Linked DNA regions of Callithrix jacchus: region 1 is linked to region 2. The links are chromatin contacts, called in public Hi-C maps. All regions are on one chromosome and are shown on one strand. Each heading gives the region's core, a stretch centred on a gene start, on an enhancer-like site or on the middle of the called end of the contact. The rest is flanking DNA. Distances are from core to core; before and after follow the strand shown.

Region 1 (3,972 bases), core at 1,160-3,659, 120 kb after region 2:
TCTAGTCACCTCAGGGAGGCACCTGACACTCCCACTCCCAAAGAAGACAGGACTTGGAGAAGGGCTTTCAATGGCACAAAGGCTGTCTCGCTCAAGAAAATTTTCCTCATTGTTGATTCTGCATTAAAGCATGCCTGTGAATGGAGATCGCTAGGGAGGGCTATGAGGCTGCAGATGAGACCTCCCCTGTGTTGGTAGATCCCCCTACCCGTCTTTGTGGGGCACTCACCCCATTCTCCCACCTCCCGCACAACTTATCACGGAGGATAGAGCTGGGTGGAGCTGCAGGAGCCAACACTGCACCTCTGCATTGCGGCGCGGGGCTGTGCGAGACAAAGAGAGAGATTGCCACCTATTGACAGAAATGTCACCTGCAAAGAGGGAATGATTGTATAACTAGTGGCTCCCCCACTGTGAGTTCTTCAAATGGGCCTTTTGTTTTTTCCATTCAGTCAGTCCTTCTGTTCTATATTATCACTGCAGTGCAAGGTAGGACAGGAAAAAACGGGGACATGACAGCCCAAGGTGGTAGTGACAGTATCTCAGTGGGCAAGTTGTCTGAAAATAAATTGCCCACTGTAATAGTAGCCACTTTCAGTTGGTGTGGCAGGCACTGTGCTGCATGCAGTCCGTCCCCGTTAATCTTCACAACAGCCCTCTAAGAATCAGTACTTCAACTTTTCACATGAGGAAGCTGAGGTTTAAAGAGAGCACCTAGCCCATGACCAGCAAGTAAGGAATAAAGGTGGGATGTGGGTAATTTAAAACTAAATCTCTGATGCACTCTTACGCACATTCTCCCGACACTTGCTAATTATGCAGTTCACACCCCCATGATAATTTCCTTAAGCTATGTCATCTGGATATGAAAATAAATATAAACTGCTTTCCCTTTGGTTGGGCAGAATTCTAGCTCTGCCACTTTCTAGTTAAGGCTCAGCTTTCTCACCTGTGAAATGGGGCTAGTAATGATGTCTAACTTAGGGATTTTTCGAAGAGCTTAAATCACATATAATCAAAATAACTTAGCAGGATGCCGGCTATTTATAAATGGGAGTTTAGTTATCAGTGGTTGAAGATACGGGTTGGAATCTTGGCTCCTCTCATTTCTAGCTTTGGGACCTTGGGCAACTTTTTGACCTTTTTGATCTTCAATTTCCTAATCTATAGAATAGAGTTAATAATAATATACCTATTCTTGTAGAATTTCCCTGTAAGATTAAATCATGGATATGAAAACATTTTGTAAATTTTAATTGTACTATTCAAATATTAGTTGTTATAACTCAAAAGGTATCTGTTTCTCCAAATGGATTTTTGAGAACTATTCCTGAAAAATGACTTGGTTGAATTCAACCTATTTTTAATACTTACAAAAAACAACAATTTAAGATAAAAGAAGGTTCCATAAATGCCCCAGGCTTTTCTGCAAGCAGCTCTATAAGGCATTCCCATGAATAACACGTTTCATAGGCAGCTTGTTTTACAGTTCGTACTTCCAAATGTATCTCACTGAATCTCTGCAGGATAGGGCTGGTTAATAGACAAGGACATGTGAGGCTTAAAGAATGAAAATCACTAGTTAAGGACGTAGACTAGTGAGTGGAAGTTTGTGGGTGTTTGCCTGTGGAGCTGTGTGTGGGTGTCTTTGAATGCAGGCATGTATCTGAGCCTGCTTTTTATGCATTTGTGTGTCCATAACTCATGGCACACACTCACAGGGGGTGCATGTTTGTCTGTATCCCTTGGGTAGAATGTTGTTTCTTGGGAGAGGAGAAGGGAATCATATCTGAGGTTTTTTACAACTCGTCAGCAAAAACCTTTTCCTCTTCCTTTTTAGTGTTGCCTCACATTCCCGAGGCAGTTTCCACAAGAGGGCCCTGCCTGGAGAATATCCTTGATTTTTATCTCCACTCCCTGTTTAGGAAACAACAGCTCTCCAGTCCCCGAAGCCTTCTGGGAATTACTTCCTCTTTCTTCCCCAGCCGCTAGCTTTCTTGAATTCGCCTTAGCAACATTCAAAAAAGAACTGGTTTAGCAACAGCATGTGAACCAATGAAATGTGAGCATGGGAACGGCTTCTAGACCAATGGGAGCCCTGCTTGACCAGCAAGCTGGCTTGGGACAGAAAATAATAACCTGGAGTTTGCAGAGCAGCCTCTGGGTGGCAGTCGATCAGCTGTATTGGATATGGCGCCTCAGCTCGAAAGTATACTTGGTTTTTGCTTTTTTTTTTGCCCTAATCTTGGATATAAAACATTCACCAACTATAAGAATTGTACTATTACAAGACTTGTGGGTGTGAGTTCTATGCATAATGTGGTAGACATGGCCGGGAGGGGGAACTGTTGGGTTCCATCCCTGCCTTACACAGCCAGCCCCCATGACCCCATCACCACATCGTGCCTCCTGTAGTCTTTGTTGGTTTTGTCACAGCCAGTGCTGGCCCAGTGGCCTTGGGTCTGGAGATCTTCCGTGATTTTGCCTTCTCAGCCAGTCAGGATGAGAAGCTGGGGAAATCACATTCTCCTTCATGTAACCATCACCTACTGTGCTGAGTGGTGAATGAGATGGGTCTGGCTTTCTGCCACTAGTGAATGGGAGGGAAGGGATGAGCCATCAACAGATCAATGCCTATCAATACCCCCACATTCTCAGGTGGCATACACTGAGACCATTCCCTGCCTTGTCAGTTATGCTGCACATGTCTGAACAGTAATGTCTGACTAGCAAATGATTTGAGGATAATTCTATTAGGCAATTTAGCCCTATTAATCTTGAAGTCAGTGGCAGACTTGGGCAGGGGCTAAATAGGTCCATAGCAAAAATAGCAAATCCACATTTCCAATGGTTTAGCCATCCTTCTTTTGCACCTCGAGATGATAGTGCTTTGAACACCATTCAGTCAAGTTTGGGTCCTTCAGATATTCATAGTTCTCTACAATGTATCCATTTCTGCCTGACTTACTCTTCTTCTTTAAGAATCAGTTAAGGCTTAGTATCTTCAGTATCCTTTGATTCTCACCATTCTCCTCCCCACCAGCTCCCTGGTGCCTCTGTTCTTGCACTTCCTGTGTTGTTTTCCAAATGTCTCTTTCTTTGTGAGTTTCCTCTAAGCGTCATAGAGCTTCCTGAGGACAAGGTGTGTCCTTGGTATCTCCATCCCTTAGCATAGTGTTGGCATAGGTGCTCAATAAGCATTTTTAGAAGAAAGGAAGCATGCAAGGAAAGAGCTCTTGCTCTTTGAGAAACATATTAGAGACTAAGGTACCTGATTGTGGGCTGAAGCAGTGCCTGGGAGTAGGGCACTAGCTGTTGAAGGCAGCGTCTAGCTGTTTAAGACCCAGCATCTTCTCTTTGTGTAGTTTGCAAGAAAAATAAAAATGAAAAAGACCTAGCATCTAGCTGTTTAAGACCATGAGCCATGACTCCAGAGCAAAGCCCGAGCCTGAAAGATAATCTCACTATGGACTCATCCCGTGATGAGTTCATCTCAGTCACATGGTTTCCTTTATGATTGTGTGTTCTAGGAAGAGCTGAGGAGCAAATCCAAGATCTGTGCCAATGTGTTTTGTGGAGCTGGCCGGGAATGCGCAGTCACAGAGAAAGGAGAGCCCACCTGTCTCTGCATCGAGGTAAGTCCTGATATCAGTAGTCAGAGGACAGTGTCCAAGGCCAGTATGGCTACCTTGCGGAGCCACCCGTCAGCAGGCAGTGCCAGTGATTTCATTCTCTTTATAAGAGCATACCTCATCCCTCTGAAAAATGTGGAATTTTTATTCTAGATTCCTGATTTTTAATGCATGGATACTTTTTCTTTCTAAAAAATATTTAGCTCTATAAGATTTTTTTAATTAAAAAATAAGAATTGCTTTATATAAGTGAAATTGTACAGACATTTACACAGACATAAAATTATCATCTTCCCCCATAATCCTTCAATCCCGTTAGTCTGAAGTAACCAGTGTTATT
Region 2 (3,933 bases), core at 811-3,310:
CTCCGCCTCATACTCTGCCTGGAACCTCTTGTCCTCCAAGATTCAGGTGCTCTGGTTGAGTCTGGTCCACTCTGCCAGAGTATCTTTACCCACAGTGACTTTCTCTTGGGAACCTCATCATTGTGTTCCTCTCCAAATTGACTTTTCCTTACCACACAGTCGAGAAAGAGACTGCATGTGTGTGTGTTTCAATCCTTGGAGAACAGAGTTTAAATTTTCTTTCTGGGGAATTGGGAAATGTCACCGATCATGGTGTTAAGGTACCAGAGCGTGCCATGACAGTTCAAAGGCACCCCAGTAAATGATAGAAGGCTCCTTTGCCTGGAGCCCATAGAGGGCTCCGGGGCTATTTATCAAGTGCCTACCTCAGTTCCAGCCCTAAATACTGCTACTATGGTGATGGTGGTGGTGATATATCCTAATTTCTGCATTTCGTGGTCCCTGCCTCCAAATCTATCCTGCTCTACTGGTGTTCCTATTATGTTTCAGATCCTAGTCATGTGTGTCCCTGAGAGGAGGAGACTAACATTAGATCTGGTAGGACATGATACCCTTCAATCTTGTCACCTTAACTTTCTCCTGGAGCCATGGAAGCTAGCAGTGGTATGATCTGATCCTGTCTGTTTCTGTCCTGCCCAATACTTTATAGCTGTTATTTCCTAGTTCCAGAACCTGACTGGACCAAGTTTAAGACCAAGGTAGGGAGTAGGGGGCAGACAAGCAATGCAATGTAATTCAGCATTGAAGAATACTTCCCACTCACTCGTCCTTTTCAGGCCCTGGCCATACAGACAGGCTGTACAAGACATAGGTCCTGACTTCAGGGGATAAATGTTTCTATTGAACTGACTCACTGTGTGAGTGAGAATAATAACGAAATGAGAATGAGAATACAAATGAAACTGCTGCAGAAAAACCCAGCACTGCACACTGCTCGCATCATCAGGGAGGCTGCCTCTGCAGTGCAATCCCTAATCTCTGTGACTTCCAGAATCAAAGAAAAAGGTTAAATTACTTTCTAAAATTAAGCTTTGCATTACTTTGAAACTAACAAAGCATTCCTTCCCACAGACACTGTTCCTAAATTAAATATTTTGTGCTTATACAGCTGCTCAAATGTTGGTACACTGAAAATGGAAAAATTTCTAAGGTTGGGAAGAGATGGGGTGCTTAGAAAGGAGGGGGGCTCTGTGCAGGGAGGACAGCTGTGGTCAGTAGCAGAGATTATAGAATAGTTGGAAAAGATTGTGATCAAGTAAATATGTGTGTAAAATGTTTCTAAAATTATTAAGTCTAAATAAGTATAGGTTAAGGGGGCCTGTTATGGTCAGGTATTAAAAAGCATCCTTTCAAGTAGAAACCTTGGTCAGTGGCTATTCCCCGCCTGTAATCAATAGGAAATAGGGGGATTAACAGTAAACAACCAAGGGGACATCTTAAGGTCAATGTGAAGCCTATTGTGCGGGACTTCGCAATGATTAAACAGTAGAATGGGTCGCAGAGAATGTGTGGGCACTTCTCCCTGGAGGCATTTACTGAAGGAACAGAACTTTCTTATAGTCACATGCTGCAAGTACCATCCAGCGTGGAGACAGAGGCATGACCTGGATGAGCTTCTCATCTATTAAATAGATTGGAAAGTCAAAGAACTCATACAGCATTAGAGGCCCCCTGCAGCAGCTGGAGAGAAATGGACAGATGAAAGTCCTCACTTGTCCACCTCCCACCAACATGCCCAGCCTGCCATTGAGCTGCCTGTTGTATTTTGTAAGCTTGCGCCTAGACATTTGCCTTGCAAACATGTGGGCCGTCTTGGCAAATGGTTTTGTAGAAAGCCCTTGCTCACAAGAATTCCATCTGCAATATTTGGATTGGCTACTAGGACTCTCCCTTTTCCGCACAAACTGTTCCCAGCTTATCTCTGGATGTCTTCCAGAAGGTCATCAATGTTCCGCCATACAGCGTCATCTGCTTGCCACACTATTCCCCAGCTCCTGAAACACAGCACTGTTTCCTATGGTAGCAGCAGCAACAGCAAAAATATCTTCCTCCTCAGCATGATTTTCCAGGCCCAAGATGAGCTCACAGGCACCAAGAGACACAAAGCCATGGCCTCACGTATCTCACACCCAGGAGCCTGATCTCAGTTTAAAAAAGGCAGACCTGCTGTCTTAGCTGGGGGAGTAGAGAAAAGTTATGGCTTTAAGTTGACAGCAGAGAATAGCCAGGAGCACCTGAGGAAGGCTGACAAGGACATATTGGGGGGTACTGGGGGAGGAGCACCTTCTGGCAGGGGGAGGTAGGGGCAGACCTAGAGAATGCACTCATAAGGGCAAGTCCAAGGCCTGGGCGGGGTCTCTGACGACTTGTACAAACTTGGCACCAAGCCTCAGTGCAATCTTGCTTCATCTCCCTGGACCTCTACCGTCATTAATGACTGTGACTTCAGTCAGAGACTACAGAAAGGGAACACTCAATGATAATCTAGAGACAAGGACAATTAACCAAATCATCAGATATGACTCCTGTTTATGTCCTTTGCCCCATTATTACCCTGGCCTCTCTTCATTATTCTATATCCCAAGTCCATACTTTCCCAGATGTTGTGGAAATGGTAAAGGATTCCAAGTTATTGTAAGGAGGGCCACTCTCCATAAAATGAGACCATTCCACTCCACACCCTGGGGACTGACTCAATTGAGCTCCACTGGCCAGTGTTCTGATTGTATCTTACCAACCAGAAGAATATTAATTTCAGGCAAAGGAGGTCTCTGTCTCCTGCACAGAGCTACTAATGACTCCACTATGAGTGATAGAGTACGAGAGTCAGCAAGGACTGTAGAGATTATGTATTGATCCAACACCTTCATGATAGATGAGAGAACTGAAGATTAGGGAGATGACATAAGGTCCAAGGCCACCCAGGAAGTTGTTGAAAAAATTTGGACTAGAGGGCCAGGCGCGGTGGCTCACACCTGTAATCCCAGCACTTTGGGAGGCCGAGGTGGGTGGATCATGAGGTCAAGAGATTGAGACCATCCCGGTCGGCATGGTGAAACTCCGTCTCTACTAAAAATACAAAAAATTAGCTGGGCATGGTGGCGCGTGCCTGTAATCCCAGCTACTCAGGAGGCTGAGGCAGGAGAATTGCCTGAACCCAGGAGGCGGAGGTTGCGGTGAGCCGAGATTGCGCCATTGCACTCCAGCCTGGGTAACAAGAGCAAAACTCCGTCTCAAAAAAAAAAAAATTTGGACAAGGACCCAAAGTCTTTGACCCAGTAACACACTAGCTCTTCCTCCTGTCTTACCTGGCCCTGGCCCTTTCGGATGCCAAAGGTTTCCACCCAGGGGAAAATCAAGCAGCAAGGAAGGAAAGTCTGAACTTCCAAAACTTCTTTGTGAAAGCAACTGCTCTTCAGGAGACCTCTTTGTGTTACAGCCAGCCCTGGGGACTCTGTCTCTGCCATGCTGCATCTGGTTAAATTGCTCTTCTGTGAGCCTATCTGGCTGCCAAATCTCTCTCTGGCCAAAAACAGCGTCTGATCTCATCCTAATGGATTTCCACCAATCACAGTTCTAGGGCTTCCAAGATAGAAATGGACATCTTACACAGAAACATTATAAATATTCTACAAGCAAATAACAGGGTTCTAACTCCTTTACTCTCTCTTTAGCTAACCACTTTCAAAGGCATCTGGCAAAGTTGCATTCAACCTGTGAATCAAATAAGTCAAATAAACAGATATTTATTGAGCCACTATTGGAAAGTCAATGTACCAGGTATACAAGGACAGGCCTGAGTCCTTGCTTCCAAGAATTCACAGGCCTATTGGGGGGAACAAGGCAAAATTACACTCAAAGTTAATATACAAGATGGCAATACAAAAAGTTCCATGATGAAACAAATTTGCAAAACTTGTGGAATAGATAATA

What was found. A called contact is a pair of places that touch in the nucleus more often than the background predicts.
Region 1: a Hi-C map of induced pluripotent stem cells shows a contact between it and region 2, with 3 times the contacts expected there. The contact joins two enhancer-like sites. A contact is called at or near these places in 3 of 3 Hi-C or Micro-C datasets (induced pluripotent stem cells and skeletal muscle).

What each region holds. Positions count from the first base shown.
Region 1 is chr15:82,504,107-82,508,078 of calJac240_pri, forward strand. FSTL1 (follistatin like 1) reads left to right here. Exons shown (of 12, transcript XM_078352063.1): 4 at 3,531-3,635. Among named protein-coding and RNA genes, the nearest start is that of LRRC58, 25 kb to the right of the region's middle. Within about 2 kb of position 2,410, at least 12 of the 16 cell types and tissues checked have an H3K27ac peak or open chromatin away from gene starts, as enhancers often do.
Region 2 is chr15:82,387,636-82,391,568 of calJac240_pri, forward strand. The region is part of intron 1 of FSTL1 (follistatin like 1); the gene reads left to right. Among named protein-coding and RNA genes, the nearest start is that of FSTL1, 27 kb to the left of the region's middle. Within about 2 kb of position 2,061, at least 4 of the 16 cell types and tissues checked have an H3K27ac peak or open chromatin away from gene starts, as enhancers often do.